Regions from separate parts of the Sus scrofa genome. Here region 1 is linked to region 2. A link is a contact called in public HiChIP or PLAC-seq data. All regions are on one chromosome and are shown on one strand. Each heading gives the region's core, a stretch centred on a gene start, on an enhancer-like site or on the middle of the called end of the contact. The rest is flanking DNA. Distances are from core to core; before and after follow the strand shown. Region 1 overlaps LOC100515857 (C-C motif chemokine 3). Region 2 holds the start of CCL4 (chemokine (C-C motif) ligand 4).

Evidence for each region. HiChIP or PLAC-seq counts read pairs in DNA pulled down with a chosen protein or histone mark.
Region 1: a contact with region 2 is called in an H3K27ac HiChIP or PLAC-seq map of alveolar macrophages. The contact joins the enhancer-like site here to the promoter of CCL4 in region 2. A contact is called at or near these places in 2 of 47 Hi-C or Micro-C datasets (both in liver) and 1 of 2 datasets of contacts at active chromatin or transcription factors (alveolar macrophages).

What each region holds. Positions count from the first base shown.
Region 1 is chr12:39,533,304-39,538,285 of Sscrofa11.1, forward strand. The region is part of intron 3 of LOC100515857 (C-C motif chemokine 3); the gene reads right to left. Among named protein-coding and RNA genes, the nearest start is that of CCL3L1, 44 kb to the left of the region's middle. Within about 2 kb of position 2,603, at least 3 of the 83 cell types and tissues checked have an H3K27ac peak or open chromatin away from gene starts, as enhancers often do. A contact at or near this core is called in alveolar macrophages, where this site is marked.
Region 2 is chr12:39,478,268-39,483,156 of Sscrofa11.1, forward strand. CCL4 (chemokine (C-C motif) ligand 4) reads right to left here and starts at 2,244. Exons shown (of 3, transcript NM_213779.1): 1 at 2,151-2,244; 2 at 1,568-1,682; 3 at 923-1,012. The coding sequence starts at 2,226. The coding sequence ends at 925.

The DNA of each region.
Region 1 (4,982 bases), core at 1,353-3,852, 55 kb after region 2:
CAAGATGGGGAGATTATCCTAGATTATCTGTGTGGGCCCAAGATAATCACAAGGGTCCTTATAAGGGAGACAGGAGTGTCAGTGTCTGGGTGACACCATGTGAGAAAGAGGGGACCAGCCATCCCTGGCTAAAGACAAGGAATGCCAGCAGCCTCTAGAAGCCAAAAAAAGGACAAGAAAATGGATTTTCCCTTAAAGCCTCCAAAAAGGAATAGGCAGCCCTGCAGATACCTTGATTTTAACCCAGTGAGACTCATTTCAGATAGCCAGTCTCCAGAACTGTGAGAGAATAAATGTACGTTGAGTTTATTTTTTTGTTTTCTTGGAGTTTTTTTTTTTTTTTTTTTCTGTTTAGGACCATACCCTTGGCATATGGAGGTTCTCAGGCTAGGGGTCAAATTGGAGCTGCAGCTGCCGGCCTATGCCACAGGCACAGCAATGCTAGATCCAAGCCACATCTGCAACCCATATGACAGCTCACAGCAACACCAGATCCTTAACCCACTGAGCAAGACCATGGATGGAACCCACATCCTCATGGATACTAGTCAGATTCGTAACCCACTGAGCCACAACGGGAACTCCTAGACGTATGTTAAAATAAGCCACTGCGTTCGGGGTAATTCGTTACAGCAGCAATAAGAAGCTAATACAAATATTTATAGGAAAAGAAAAAAAAAAACTGTGGTGGTTTTAAAACATGGCCATAATCTTCTGACAGTCCTCTCGTGAAGAGGTGGGGTCTAGGTCCCCTCTCCTTGAATCTGGAGAGGCTGTGACTGCTCTGAGCAATAGATTATTGTGAAAGAGATGTGAGGGGACTTCTGAGGTTAGGTCATCACAAGTCATGCAGCTCCCACCTTATTCACCGGAAATACTCATCTTTGTGCCCTCAGACCGCCCTCTGGAAGGGGCACATGCACACAGCTCCAGCTGACAGTCCCAACCGAGGCCTCAGACATGGGACCAAGGAAGCCATCTTGGTGCATTTTCCAGCCCAGGTAGCGAGGGTTGTTTTTGAACTGGACTGCTAATTTTATCACATCATCATTCATATCACATCTGTGTGGTCGGGTCAGTTGTGAAAAAGCATCAGCATCTTCTGCTCTCTGGGAGAGAAAGAGCCTACAGGGCGTACACACATCTGTCCTTGCTAGCAGGCCTGTTGCAAGACCCAGCTCCTGGCTGCCCACAATCCAGTGAAATCATTTCTTCAGAAGGACCTCAAAGAATAATTTCATCAGAAGTGTCGCCAACCAATGGAGAAATTGAGCTGTTCTTACAGATACCCCAAACCCCTCTGTTAACCAAAGGGTGTGAACAACCGGGGTTACCCAACTCATGGCATAACACCAACACTATGATTAAAATGTTCCCTCCCAGCCACCCCCGCTTTCTATCTTCTAATGCCATGGGCTCTCTATGAAGAGAAATGGTAATGGCTTGAAGCCAAGAAAGAGGTCTCTCTTTCAGAAAGGTCCAGGCTAAATGGTTCAGAGAAAAAGAGCATGGATAATTGAGGCCACATTCATGAATACACGGCAAGAGGCTTAGTCTGGGTCGATGAATTTCCCATTAGGTCAGGTAAGTCTAGATTCATGTCAGGTGTTCCCCAAAGTAATCAGCTTTCAAAAAACAAAACAAAACAAAACAAAAAGGCTAGACTAGAGAAGCAATGAGATCCTACTGTAGAGCAGAGGAAACTATATCCAAACTCTTGGGACAGAACATGACGGAAGGTGATATGAGAAAAAGAATGTCACTTGCTGTACAGCAGAAATTGGCACAACCCTGAAAGCAACCATTCTTTCATTTAAAAAAAAATAATAATAAATTATTTGTTAAAAAGGAATAGGAAAGAAGACAGGTGCCGTGAACTTGAGAGAGGTTAGTCCCCTCTAGCATGGACAGGAGTCTACACCTACGCAATCCTTTGTATTTATTTATTTAGGTTGCACCTGCAGCATGTGGAAGTTCCTGGGCCAGGGATTGAACCCCGTGCCACAGCTGCGACTTGCACCACAGCTGTGGCAATGCCAGGTCCTTAACCCCCTGTACCACAGGGAAATGTCCTACCTATGCAATTCTTGCTAAGAAACCCTTTGTTGGCATTTTCAAAAGGAAGTGTCCACTGCAAGTCAGCATGGGTGCGGCTACGGGGAGTGAGGCTTGGTCAACTCCACTTCCTTCTCTGGCAGATTCCTCGGACATCTGAGGAATGGTGGGCTGGAAAGAGCTGTAGACAAAGGTTCTGACCTCCAGTATTTAATCCAAGTACTCTGGAATCAGCTGGGAAAACGGTAAAATTCAGGAAACTAATGTACAGTCTACTGTGGGCCAGCACATTGTCATACGCGCCAATGCAAAAACAAAAACAATTTAACCAAAAAAAAAAAAAAAAAATCCCTTGGAGCCTTGATCTTTCCCAATTACCCCCAACCCCAACCCCAGTCCTTTCTTTTTTGGTTTTTTTTGTTTTGTTTTGTTTCATAGCCCTTTCTTTTTTGAATAGGGAGGTAGAGTCAGTGAGGCAAGAATAAAGCTTTGAGAGAAGGGTGCATGTTGCTTAGAAAGCCTGGAAGGCAGATGACTCAGTGTCACCATGAACTTAGATTCGAGGAGGCCAGGAATGAGCATAGGGACCCAAACGGTGGTATGACTCAGCTTCTTCCATCCTGCTGCCGCTGTGTGTTCCCCACATCCGATATTCTGCTAACCAAGGAGCAAAAGCCATTGTCTGCCACCTGTCTGGTCCTGTGCACACCCAGTAACCCCCGGTCAGCAGGAGAAAGGCAGCCATCAGAAGTACTCACTACCGTGCCTCTCCAGCTCCGGAACTTACAAAACTGATGCAAGGCACCGCTCCCCACCTAGGCTCTTATTTGTCGGGAGAAATCAGGTAGCTCAGACCCTCTCCATCCACCTGCAGGAGGGAGACTGAAGTGTCAGGGGAGGAATCCATGGTCTTCCCTTCCTTGCTTCCCCTTAAAGCAGCGGACAAGTGCCCCGTTCCACTCACCCACCTCCTTGCCAGGATACAGCTAGCCAGGGCCCCAGAGGATAAGCCACGCAGGCCAGCTTTGTCACTGCCTGCAGGGCCCACATGGATGAAAGGGGATGAAAGCTATTGGGGGACCAGCCCCATAGGACTGGGACCATGAACCTGACCTCCCTTCTCTCCGGTCACATGCTCTTCCACCTATTCCTCAAACACGCCTACATCATTCCACCTCCAGCCTTTGTCCTTGTTGTTCCCTCTCCCAGGACACACCTCCCCTGATCTTTGCAAGCCTGGCTCCTCCTCAATAAGCTGGTCCCGGCTGCAAGAAGAGCCCCTCTGAAGAGGCCCCCCTGACTGGCATAATGATTAAGCCAACTCCACTCAACTGTCAGGCTCTGCCATGTCACCAAGGTTGATTTTCTTCCTAGCTTGTAATTCTACCTCCTACTAACCTTGGTTGTCTGCCTTCCCCCCTACGATTTGAGCACCTAAACAGCAGAAGCCTTGCTTTTCTTGTCTGCCTCTGTATCCCCAGGGCCTAGCAGGTGCCTGGCATCCATCTACTGAATGCACGAACAGCAGCTCTAAGGAAGGTCTCCATGAGAACACAACAAGGAAGATTTCACTCAGATTGTTTATGTCACATACTCCTTTCAGGAACCATGCGAAGCTCTAAAAGCTTAATGAAATGACTCCGAAGTTCCCATAGCTTGTTAAGTAGTGGACTCTACGACTAAAAACAATGTCTCTGACTATATCAAAAGTTCCTGCTCTTTCCATGAGAACAGGGGGTTACATTTTTCTTTTTAGTAGGAGAACTTTTTTTCTTTTTGAGGGCCGCACCTGCAGCATATGGAAGTTCCCAGGCTAGGGGTCAAATCAGAGCTGTAGCTGCTGGCCTAGGCCACAGGCACAGAAATGCCAGATCCAAGCCATGTCTGCAACCTACACTGCAGCTAGAGGCAACACAGGATCCTTAATCCACTGAGCAATGCCAGGGATTGAACCTGCCTCCTTACAGACACTAGGTCAAGTTCTTAACCCACTGAGCCACAATGGGAACTCCAAGGAGAACATTTTCTTGACAGACAAACTGGAACCCCATTATAGAAAACTAATTTTTTTTTTTTTTTGTCTTTTTGTCTGTTGTTGTTGTTGATGTTGTTGTTGCTGTTGTTGCTATTTCTTGGGCCGCTCCCGCGGCATATGGAGGTTCCCAGGCTAGGGGTCCAATCGGAGCTGTAGCCACCGGACTACGCCAGAGCCACAGCAACGCGGGATCCGAGCCGAGTCTGCAACCTACACCACAGCTCACGGCAACGCCGGATCGTTAACCCACTGAGCAAGGGCAGGGATCGAACCCGCAACCTCATGGTTCCTAGTCAGATTCGTTAACCACTGCGCCACGACGGGAACTCCAGAAAACTAATTTTTTAAAAAAAATCCACAGGTGCTTAAAACCACAATGAGGTATTACCTTGTACCGTAAATAGAGCTACTCTACAAGTTACAGAAAATAGCAAATGGTGGTGAGGCTGTGGAGATATTGGAACACTTGTGCACTGTGATGGGAATATAAAATGGTACAATGGCTGTGGGAAACAATGTGGCAGTTCCTACAAAAATTAAAAAAGGATTTACCCTATGACTCAGCAATCCCTTGTCTGGGTACATATGCAGACTTTGAAAACAGGGTCTTACAGAGGTATTTGCAATACTTATTTACAATAGCTAAAATGCAAGAGCAGCCCAGGGGTCCATGAACAGATGGACAAGTAAGCAAAATGTTGTATATCCATACAATGGAATGTTCAGCTTTAAAAAAGGAAGGAAATTGTGATGTATGCTATCAAAATGGATGAACCTTGAAGTGAAGTGAAATCAGCCAGTCACCAAAAGAAACTGTATGATTCCACCGACACCCGAGATACCCAGAGGAGTCAAATTCATAAAGACAGAAAGCCAATGGCGGAGACTGCCA
Region 2 (4,889 bases), core at 994-3,493:
AGTGAAAAGGTGGAGCCTCAGAGAGGGAAAGACAGAATCTGCTAGATGCCAGGTCCCGTGGTGAGTGTTTTACACCTCCTACCAACACTTCCAAGTAGATGATATCGCTTCCACTTTACAGGTGTGAAAATCGGGGTCCAGTAAGGCAAAACAACTTTCCTAACGATGTGCTGAGAGCAAGTGATGGAGACCCACCTTTCTGACTCTGAGCTACTTTGCCTTCCCTCTATATCGTGCTGCTGCTCCTATTTATAACTTTCCTGCAAGACATTGAAATGATAACCCTTAGCAGCAGAGCCATCTTTTGGGAATCATCCTTTCGTGGTGCTCCTCAAGCAGACCTGCAAGCCTTAGCACGTCACGTCACATCCCCTCTGGGCCTCTGTGGCCTCGTCTGTAAGACGGGGGCTAACAGTCCCTGTTTTCTAAGGGTGTTAAAATCCTTGTTGAAGGTTTTAAGTGCAATTGTGTCTTTAGACATGGTAGCCCATTTTATGTACTCAGTAATTGCTCATCCTTATTGTGTTGGGAAACCTGTACTTTGTCCCTATTCATACAACCAGGCAATTCCCCTTACAATCCCCAAATCAAATTAAGACACAAAGAAATGATCTGTATTTTTTAAAGGTTTTATTATGAAAACACTTGGAATCAAGGGCATTATCCGTGTATCTACAATAGCAGAGAAATAGTGATGGTGGACCATCCCCATGGGGGACAAATGTCCTTGGGTTAAAAAAAAAAAGCATAAATAAGGGGAAAGAACACCAAATACAGCAACACAGCATGTAATACAGATTAAGTTAGGAAAAGGAATAGCGACTACTGAGCGGAGTCAGGAGTCTCGAGAAGGTGCGTCTTGCTGAGAAGCGTCGGGCTCAGGTGACTTTCCCTGGAGGACACCTTCCCCGGGTTCAGAGCAGCTCAGTTCAGTTCCAGGTCATCCATGTACTCCTGGACCCAGTCATCACTGGGGTTGGCGCAGACCTGCCTGCCCTTTTTGGTCTGGAATCTGTGGGATGAGGAGCAGACAGGTTAGAATCCCAGGGGACTTTGCCTATGGTGGGTCTCTCTCTGTCCTTGACCGTGGCTCATGTTGGACAGCCCAGTGGGAGGGGACACCCTTCCCAGGTTGCTGCTGGGGCCTGACTCCTTGTCACTTCCTCCCCTGGTCTAGCTGTGGCCTCCTGGGTTTTCCAGATTAGGAAGTGGAGAGTTTTGTAATCAATGTGGACAGGTCTCCTCAGGTGGTTCCTGCTGCCCCGAGTAATGATTTTTCCACATGTGTTTAAGAAGTCAGCCCATGTCTCTTGTCATCTCTTTGATCTTTCCTGGTTTCCTGGCCTCTGGCGAACTTCCTTCCCAGAAAGCCCCTCCCCTTCCTTTAGCTCCCCATCCCCTCCTAGCACCTGCTCCAGGACTCAACAGGTGCCTTTGGGACCTGTTCCTCACTGCTTTCAGGGAGGCCTTCAGCCCTGAGACCTGCCTCTGTACTGCTTAATCGCCCCTGCCCCGAACAGGCCCCCTTCCTACACCTGCCCCCACCGGCCCCAGGCTTGATACTTACACCACGGCTGGCTGGGAGCAGAGGCTGCTGGTCTCATAGTAATCAGTCACGAAGTTGCGAGGAAGCTTCCGCACGGTGTATGTGAAGCAGCAGGAGGTGGGAGGGTCTGAGCCCACTGGAAAGGAAGGCCAAGGTGAGACAGAAGCTCTCCACAGAACCATTCATTTTGGCTTCTCGTGGTGCTTAGGGACCCCGAGATCCCCAGATGCGGTCCCTTGTATTCCACCCCACCCACTCCGAGTAGCAGTCTTATTCTGAACAGAGCATCCTAGGAGAGGATCATGAAAGAATTCTAGAAGTTGAGGCTGGATTGGGTCTAACCCCCTTCACCTTACAGATGGAGACATGAAGGCACAGAGGGAGACAGGGACTTGCTCGAAGAAGCCTATGGGTTGCTACTTCTTAAGAAAACAGGAATTTGACTCCTACCGAACGGCTACCAGGTTTGACATTTAACAGCAGGCTAACCTTCCCGGCTCCCTCTGGTCCCAACCACACAGAGGCTGCTGTTGGACCAGCCCCAACTAGGAAAGTCAATGGTGGCTACATCATGACTCAGCAGCAGCCAGGAGAGTGAACTTACTTGGTGCTGAGAGCGCTGGAGAGCAGAAGGCAGCGACCAGGACCAGGAGGGAGAGGACAGTCACGCAGAGCTTCATGGTCTTGGCGGAGGAGAGACTTGCCCGGAGCTCAGAGGAGAGGACCCAGAAGCTTCAGAACCCTCCTGTGTTCTGTGCTGATGCTGAGTTGGGAACCCCTCTTTATAGGAGCTCTGAGGCCTTGGAGAGAGGCGAGAGTACAGGAGGGCGAGTGGAATTTCCAGAGCACAGATGATGTCATGGTGCCAATAAGGAAACTGAAGCTAGCTGACAGCGAGGAGCTTTCACAGCTCTTCCTCAGTGATGTCATCACGGAGGAAAGCGGAGGGAGGTGGAGGAGAGAAGTGGGCTGTGCCCTAAAGGGAAGTGGTACACCAAAGACAGTGACTGAGACAGGGCGGTGGGGCAGGGGGGAGAGTCGCAAACCCGAGAGGAAAGATGGAGACTTCGCACCTGCCAGAAGGGGCTTGTGGATGAGAATGGTGCTCTTCTCCGTGGTTAGCACCCCCCAGAAGCTGAAGGTTTCGTGTCAGTCTTTCCAGGGTGGCCACAAGCCTGGCCCCAAGAAGAAAGAGGAAGCCAGGATTCCATTTCTCATTCCTGGACCTCCTTCTGCTGGGCTGAGTGACTTTACTGCTCTGTGTGTTTCCTGGGGCATAAAGAAACGGTCCAGCCTTAGATGTGCACAAGGGCCCAGCAGTAGACATATAGCTTCTACTTAGTGGACATTTATTATGTGCCAGGCACTGAGCAAGCTGGCTTACACACACACACACACACACACACACACACACACACACACACACACACATACACACATACACTTGATATCTAACCCTTCTGTAACCCTGTGATTGTTTTCCTGAGACAATGAGGATCAGAAAGCAGAGCAGAGTTCACTGATGACCTCAAGGCCACACAGCTGTTAAGGGGTGCTGCCAAGATTTGGACTGAGATTCATCAGACTCTAAAATCCGTTTTCTTTCTACCCTGTTGGCTCCAGAACATATCTGGAACATGACCACAGAGAAACTGGTGACCTCTAGGGGCCATGCCACACACAAAGACCCATCTTATTCCATCTTATTAGGGCTGAATGCAGGAAAGGCATTTGGGTCAGTCTATCCTAGAAGAAGAGAATGCAAAAGAAATCTAGATCTCAGTATGCTCCCTGGGTCCGATAGTAGAAAAGGAAAAAGAATTCAGGAAGAATCAAGCTGGGAAGACCCAGATAAAGAATGTTCCTCCAGTATAAAAATGGAATTAGTTCATCAATGTTACAGATAGTCTGTAATCTAAGCATGTGGGTTTTCCCAGGCATCCAGAGGGAATTCCTTTTGTTTCTGTAAATCCCTGCCTGGTTTGGCAGCTGCTGTGAACCTGAAGTTTCCAGATCCCAGGAATACAGTAGTGTGTGAATCAGGGCAAGTGAGAGCAGTTAGGATGATGGGATCAAGATCTCAACCCACCTTCAGTTCAACTGCTCTCACCCACCTTGCCACCTGCTCTGAGAAAGAAAAATGAAGAATGAGAAGAGGGAGCCAGGCCTCCTGGGTACTGTAGAGATGTGGGATAGAAGGGGTCAGAGCAGCATCTTGGAGTATTTCAGGGTCATTAAATAGAGTACAATGTCATTCCATCTCATCACCCTCCCTACCCCCACCACCTACACAAACACAAACTATGCTTTCCTCCATCCTTTCTGTCCTCACCCTTTTCTTTGCACGAGTATTGTTTCATGTGTTCTGATCTTCCCCAAGACCCCCACGCCCAGCTCTAACACTCTATGATCCTTGATACCGCGTGTGCTAGAATCTCTCATGGTTTCTTCTGGCGGACGGAGCTCCATCTTCATGCAACCTTGCTTTAAGGGAAGGAGACTGTGTGATACCCAGAATCTACACAGACTTAGTTATCCATGGCATTTCCATTCAACCCAATTTAGTAATCATCTGCTCCTAGTCAGGGTATATGGAGCTGAATGAAGCTCCATCCCTGCCCTCAAAGAGTTCTTAGTCTAGTGATGGTGTTGATAGTGACAGAAAGAACTTTCTTGTGAGATGGAATGAGGTATATGTGTCACATCAGAGGTAGAAACAACACGTCAGAGAGCCCAAAGGCTGGAGAAAAGTCATCCCTTGGCTATAAATGAATGGCTCCAAGCCAAGGCTAAATCCACTGTGCACTGAGGAAGAGCCCTTGACATAGAGACCTCTGTCTAAATGCATGGGGAATGCTGATCTTCAAGCTGCAGTGGGATTATGAAGATACATAAGAGTGACGATCGATAAGCATGGGTGATTGGTCTCCATTGAGCCACATGATGAGTTTGACTGTTGATTCTTGCCTCCTAAGCTTCCTTGGATCTTTGGTTCATGGAGGTAAAATGGTATCTTCATAAAGGTCTCAACAACAATGCTGTGTTCATGCCAGTGAAATTCCACACTACAAGTACAAAGGCTTGTGTCAAAATGTTTTGCTAAATCAGTGGCCTCCAAGATTTATACACTGAAGCTATTTCTAAGTAATAGTCAACAGAGAATGATAAAAAAAAAAAATGCTTCTCAGATATAAGACCACAAAAGTGCTCGTCTTCTCTAGAGGAGCTTCCCTGACTTCTCTTCCAGCCGAATTCCGTATTTCCCTCTGTGCTACCCTCCTACATATCATCTATAACATATCTGTCTACTTGGTTGTCTCCTCCCCCCGGAAAGCAACTCCTT